2 separate regions of the Oryza sativa genome follow, and region 2 is linked to region 1. A link is a contact called in public HiCAR-type data. All regions are on one chromosome and are shown on one strand. The core of a region is the stretch at or near the end of the contact, and the rest is flanking DNA. Distances in the headings are between cores, read along the strand shown. Region 1 holds the start of LOC4325555 (large ribosomal subunit protein uL13c). Region 2 holds the start of LOC4327006 (pathogenesis-related genes transcriptional activator PTI5).

Region 1 (3,044 bases), core at 469-2,968:
AACAGGGTATATAAAGTTGGGGAATTATACACAATAATGAAGTATAATGGAACAGAACGAGGATACCCATTTTCAGATATGTATTAGAAATTGACCAAAAATAAGGATAAGAGCATATGTATACCCAGGTAGGCTGACTTAAGGTCAAAAAGACTTGATGAAACTGACTAGATAAGAGCTCTAAGAGATGATGTCTTACTCTGCCCTTAGGAAGCATGCCACGCACTGCATGTTCAATAATTCTCTCCGGAATCCTTTTCTGAAGCTGATCAAAAGTTTCTTCTTTCATTCCACCAGGCCGTCCAGAGTGCCTCCTGTAGAGCTTCTGTGACCGCTTTTTGCCAGAAACAGCAACCTTCTCTGCATTAACCTATGTGAACATAGAGTTCAGCATGGTAGTTCAGGAACTTACAATAGTATATGCGTAGCAATTACTCTTCAGAGATGCATTAGTATTAAAAGCACACAGTAACATAAATATATATACATGAAATCAGCTTCAAAATGCCTTCAGGTGGACCTCAGCTTCCAGATACCTTTTGGTGCTTATTTGTATGTGCTGCTAAACCTCTTTTCCTTTTGTGGGACTACAGAGGATCTTATTGTGTGCACTATTTAACTTTATAAATTAATTTCAAGAAACATACATACCACAACAACAAAAGCCCCCATGTCCACACTTGGAGTGTATGTGGCCTCATTCTTTCCTCTGATGTGTACTGCAATGGTGGATGCAAGCCTACCTAGAATCTTGTCTGTTGCATCAACAACATACCATGTCTTCTCAGTAGTTACATGATCTGCAGCCTTAGGGTACCATGTTGTGTTCCATATGTCCTGCAAATTAAATTCCTTGGTCCGATCACTACACAGAACAGGTTGCACAGAAAAGAGAGAAAGAACACAAGAATGGTATCCGTACTGAATTCTAACTTCACAAACCTAAACATCCACAGATAAAAAGATATGGTAGTCATGTAGGTGCGAACACTGTTGAGTAATACAACACAATGTTAGCGACCAATTCAGAAAGACCAACGTTCCCTCCATGTTATTTTCAGTTCATTTTATGGAATCCTCTTTCGTAATAAATTACAACTAGATAACTTTAAATAAAATAAGATGGTGGTCTATACGGTATAGTAACATGTAAAAACATTGTGTATTTTCCCTAACATTATTCATGTAAAGAAAGGATTTGACCCAATAGAGCAAGATGAAGTGACTTACGGATTTAGAAATGAATGGGACTAATCTTGAGCTTTCCTAAATAAGCGGCAATCCTAAATCACGGTAAAATTTCCCTTTATCCAAGGAATGTAGCATTACTATTCATTTTCTGAACTGAGAAAGAGAAGAATGTATACGGGAGAGAGAAAGAGAGGTGAGGGTTAGTACGGGGCCGCAGAGCTCGTCGCCTTCGAACATGAATCGCTGCTCGCGGGGGACGAGCGCGGAGAGCGGCTGCCTCTTCTGCTTCTCGCTCTGCTCGCACCGCACCGACAGGCCCCCCGCGGCGGCGCGGCGGGTCGCGGGCCTCGCCGCGCGCCGCTGGCGGGGGAGCGGCCTGTCCCTGGCGAAGGCGGAGGAGAGGAACGCGGAGGCTGCGATGGCCGTAGCCATTGCGACGGCGGCGCGGTGAGGAGGACGCGGCTGCGGCGAAGTCTTGTCCGTCTGGCTTGGCCTGGTTCAGTGGAACGCCACTGCCATTTCGTTTCGGGGAGGCGAGGTGGAGAGAGCAGAGCGGATAAGAAGGGGATAGGGGGGGAGAGGGAGCCAGAAGGGGAAGAGGAAGAGATGGGCCTTTTGCTTAGCTGGGCTTTGCAGCCCACAGATGCATCAAAGCTAGAGAAACGCGTAGAAATTCCGATATGTTAAATGGGATAATTGCTTATTTAACCCTATTTTAAAGGCCAACTACTAAATTGATCTTATTTTTTTAGGTTTGTTTATTTGACCCTGTTATTTGAAATTGAAGTTTCCATTTGACCTGTTTTGCTTTCACCGGTAGAACATCACTTAGAAAAAAGAAAAAAAAAATACTACCCTAAAGTGACCAAAATACCCCCGTGTTACAAATTAACCCTAGGATTCCCATTCCATTCCCCAGCTCTTCGTCCCAATCCCCACCTCGCCGGTGACGGGGAGAGCTGCCGCCGACCGGGCTGGAGGGAGAGGCGGCGGCGGCGTTGGCGGCGCATCGAGGGAGCGGTGGCGGCGGCCGCGCGAGGAGGGAGAGGGAGCGGCGGCGGCGGCGGCGGCGTTGGCCGCGCGTAGAGGGAGCGGTAGCGGCGGCCGCGCGAGGAGGGAGAGGGAGCGGCGGCGGTGGCGGCGTTGGCCGCGCGTAGAGGGAGAGGGAGTGGCGGCCGCGCGAGGAAGGAGAGGGAGCGGCGGCGGCGTTGGCCGCGCGAGGAGGGAGAGGGAGTGGCGGCCGCGCGAGGAAGGAGAGGGAGCGGCGAGCGGCGGCGGCGGCCGCGCGAGGAGGGAAGGAGTAGCGGCGTCGGCGCGCAGGAGGAGGGAGCGGCGGCGGCGGCGGCTGCCGTGCTCGAAGCGGAGAGATTGAGCGGCGGCGGGGCTGCTGCCGCACGGAGGGTGGAGGAGGGGCAGCAGCGCCGGCTGTTGCCGCGCGGAGGGGCGGCGCCGCCGGCTGCCGTCGTGCGTCGTGTGGAACGAGAGACGGAGGATAACTTGTGGTTGGATTTGTTGATGGATTTGGATACGAATTTATTGTTGGATTTGGATCTGATTTGCTGTTGGACAATATGCTTTGCTGTTGGACAATATGCTGTCAAATTTGTGTAAAATTCTGTTAAATTGAAGACAAATCTGTCTCAGATCTGTAAAAGCCATGAAAATCATTGCAAATATTTAAAAAGTCCCGATGAAGAAAAAACTTTGATATAATATGGTAAATGAGCAGGGGCAAAACGGACAATTTCCCTCTTAGTTAACACCGTTATCTACCCTTCACAAAATAGGGTCATCTCTGATCTTCAATTTTAAAAAGCATGGTCAAATGAGCAAACCTAGAAAAGTAAGGTCAA
Region 2 (2,919 bases), core at 402-2,901, 200 kb before region 1:
GCGATCACGTCACGGCTGAGCTCATCTAGGTGGTGGCCCATGCACGAGACGGCGAATCTTCCATGGAAAATATTTCGAAAATTGTTGCTTCGGTTTTAATTACAAGTTGCCGGCATTGCCAGTGTTCCACTTGGGAATATCTAACGCTTTTCTTATAACGATTTTACCTGCCAACTGCAGCATGGCATGGGGAAAAGTCTTGAGCCATCGTGTACTTAAATTGTGTAATCATCTGGTGCCACTAGCTATCCGTGAACTTCAGGAGTAAGTTGATCTAGAATGGTGACTGGTCAATGGAGGCCTTGTAATTGTAATTTGTAAAACAATCTAATGATGTAACATCTCAAGGCATTGCCAGTGTGGTCGCGGTGCATGGATTCGTTTCCCTGGCATCTCGGTAAGAAACAGTAATATTTCAGTATTTCACAGTGATAAGTGATTATTAGCATTGGACCCGGTCACTCGGATTCTGTTCTTTTCAAGAGTTCATACATAGGTCATTTTTTTAATGTAGGTTTTTAAAGGTTGTTTATGAAAATGGTCTTAAAAGTATTCCTTTTTTATGAACTTGGCTTTACACAGGCTAAACTGTCATCAATCTAGAACGCTGCACTTTGATGATATCTTGGACATATCGCCATGTTACAATATTTTCTTCGTGCTTGGAAAGCACGATTGATGCCTTCAAGTGAAACTTTGCTCACGGAATTGGTATCACACCACGAAAGATATCATAAAAAATGTGAGCACTAAGCACAGAGTAACAAACTACATGACATGCTCTTGGTACCACTGTACCATCAATAAGGCAGAACATTACCACACTAACACTCAGGCCAAGTGCCTACTGCAAATTAACCCTGGGTTTTGATCCTCATCCTACGCGCTGTACATGTCAAACTGATCTTCATTTCATATCACGCACTCACCGTCGCTCATGCCGACCTGCTTCGCGGCCGCGGCGGCGCCGCGACGGGCGCCGTCACCGGCGACAGCCGGCGGGAAGTTGAGCAGCGCCTTGGCGCCCCGCATGCGGAACGCGGCGCGGTCGTACGCCGCGGCGGCCTCCTCGGCCGTGCCGAAGGTGCCGAGCCACAGCCGCGCGCCGTGCCGCGTCGGGTCACGGATCTCCGCGGCGTACTTCCCCCACGGCCGCCGCCTCACACCGCGGTAGTGCCGCCCGCCAGCGGCGCCGCCCCTCGCCGCCGCTCCCCTGCCTCCGCCTCCGCCGCCGCCACCCTTGCGCCCGGCGGGGTGGCCGGCGACCACCGGCGCCGTCGTCCGCGCGCCCAGCTCCGGCGACGACGACGACGACGACGACAGCGCCGCCACCGCGGAGGCCTCGCGGAGGACGTCGAAGAGGACCATGTCCAGCGAGTCGTTCTCGTTGAGCGGGAGGTACGACGACGGCTGCCCGTTGGCCGCGCGCGCCAGCGACAGAGACACGTCCACGCGTGGCGGCAGAGCACCGGCGGCCTGGAGCGCGGGCGCGGCGGCGAGGCGATCGGCACCGACGCCGGCGCCGGCGCTAAACCCCAAGGAGAGAGACATGCGGGGCTGTACGCGCGGGGCGCGCTAGCTCATGAGACGATCGAGAGAGGTGGATGGATGGAGAGACCGAGAGAGTGGTTTGCAGTGTGGTGTGTCAGGTAGGAGGCGATGCGTGATGTTGTCGCGCTATTTGAACCCGAGGAAGAGCTAGCACTGGAAGTCTGGAACTCTGGAAATGGAAGGATTAATTATTTTTAACTAAAGTGGGGCCATCATGTGTCATGCAAAATGTGATTTCGCAACCTCCTCGGGTGCAAATCATGTGGTTCGGTTCATGCATGCTTTGGCCTTTGGCCAATTACTCCCATTTTTCTACGTAGTTTTGCTGATGAAATCGGCCAATCGGGGTAGGCCCATCCATCCACCGTTGGAGCAGCCAGCTAGCGAGCAGTAGCAGATATTCTGTACGGAGAGGCACACGGCGAGCAAAGCTAGGCTTTTCATGTGTAGCTAAATTGTAATATCCCAGTTGGATTCCTTGCATCTCACGTAGGCAAAGATGTAATATAGCGCTCTGTTTATTAATGCACGGATATGCATGTATGGTTACCTACTCTAGTGACCAATAGAAGAAGATCCTCCTCTAAGGCTGTGTTTGGCTCTCAGGGTTGGGAACACATATACTGCACACGAAAATGGAACGGTGCATTAGCGCGTGATTAATTAAGTATTATGTATTTTTTTTTAAAAAAAAGATCAATATGATTTTTTAAGCAACTTTCGTATAAAAACTTTTTGAAAAAACGTTTAGCAATTTGAAAAGCGTACACGAGGAACTCAAGGGTATCGAACACAGCCTAACTTAACTTCGCATGCAATTGAGTCACTGATATATAAGTCCCACTTTGTTATGTTCCACATGTCAGTGGTTCAATTACATAGTAGTTAGAGCACCTGCAATGGTAAATTAAGGTGCTCTCTATAAAACATGTACATCTCAACAATAAACTAGATTAATAGTAAACCATCTCAATAGTATGTCTACATGGGTATCTATAGCTCTCTAATCTATTGCCTCGTTTTTCTATATAGACTATCTCCAGGTTAGTATATAGCTTTGCTCTCTCTATTCATTTAATTTCTTTCAAGTAAGAAAATATGCTGATATGAATATTTTGTAGAGAGACTATAAATAACCATTATGGGTGTTCTTAAGTTAGAGGATCCCTTTATAAGGGTCCAAGGGATGGGAGGGGTTAATAGCAGTTGATTTCGAGTCGGCTCATGCTGTCTCGCTACTACTCCAGCTTTTAACTTTCTTTTCCTCCATTATTTTTTCTTTCATTTCATTGATTCATTCTTTATTTTTTCAGTAGCGCTTAATAGCTTTCTCGTGGGGGCATTGACAGGATGTGGAGACTGCGTGGA

What was found. HiCAR-type assays count read pairs that join an accessible place to other places.
Region 2: a contact with region 1 is called in a HiCAR-type map of leaf, with 2.2 times the contacts expected there. The contact joins the promoter of LOC4327006 here to the promoter of LOC4325555 in region 1. A contact is called at or near these places in 1 of 15 Hi-C or Micro-C datasets (panicle) and 1 of 4 datasets of contacts at active chromatin or transcription factors (leaf).

The regions. Positions count from the first base shown.
Region 1 is chr1:31,965,819-31,968,862 of ASM3414082v1, reverse strand. LOC4325555 (large ribosomal subunit protein uL13c) reads right to left here and starts at 1,718. Exons shown (of 4, transcript XM_015767553.3): 1 at 1,399-1,718; 2 at 652-837; 3 at 200-370. The coding sequence starts at 1,623.
Region 2 is chr1:32,166,652-32,169,570 of ASM3414082v1, reverse strand. LOC4327006 (pathogenesis-related genes transcriptional activator PTI5) reads right to left here and starts at 1,651. Exons shown (of 1, transcript XM_015760037.3): 1 at 590-1,651. The coding sequence starts at 1,551. The coding sequence ends at 913. LOC4327007 (probable lipid-A-disaccharide synthase, mitochondrial) reads left to right here. Exons shown (of 9, transcript XR_010734898.1): 9 at 1-461.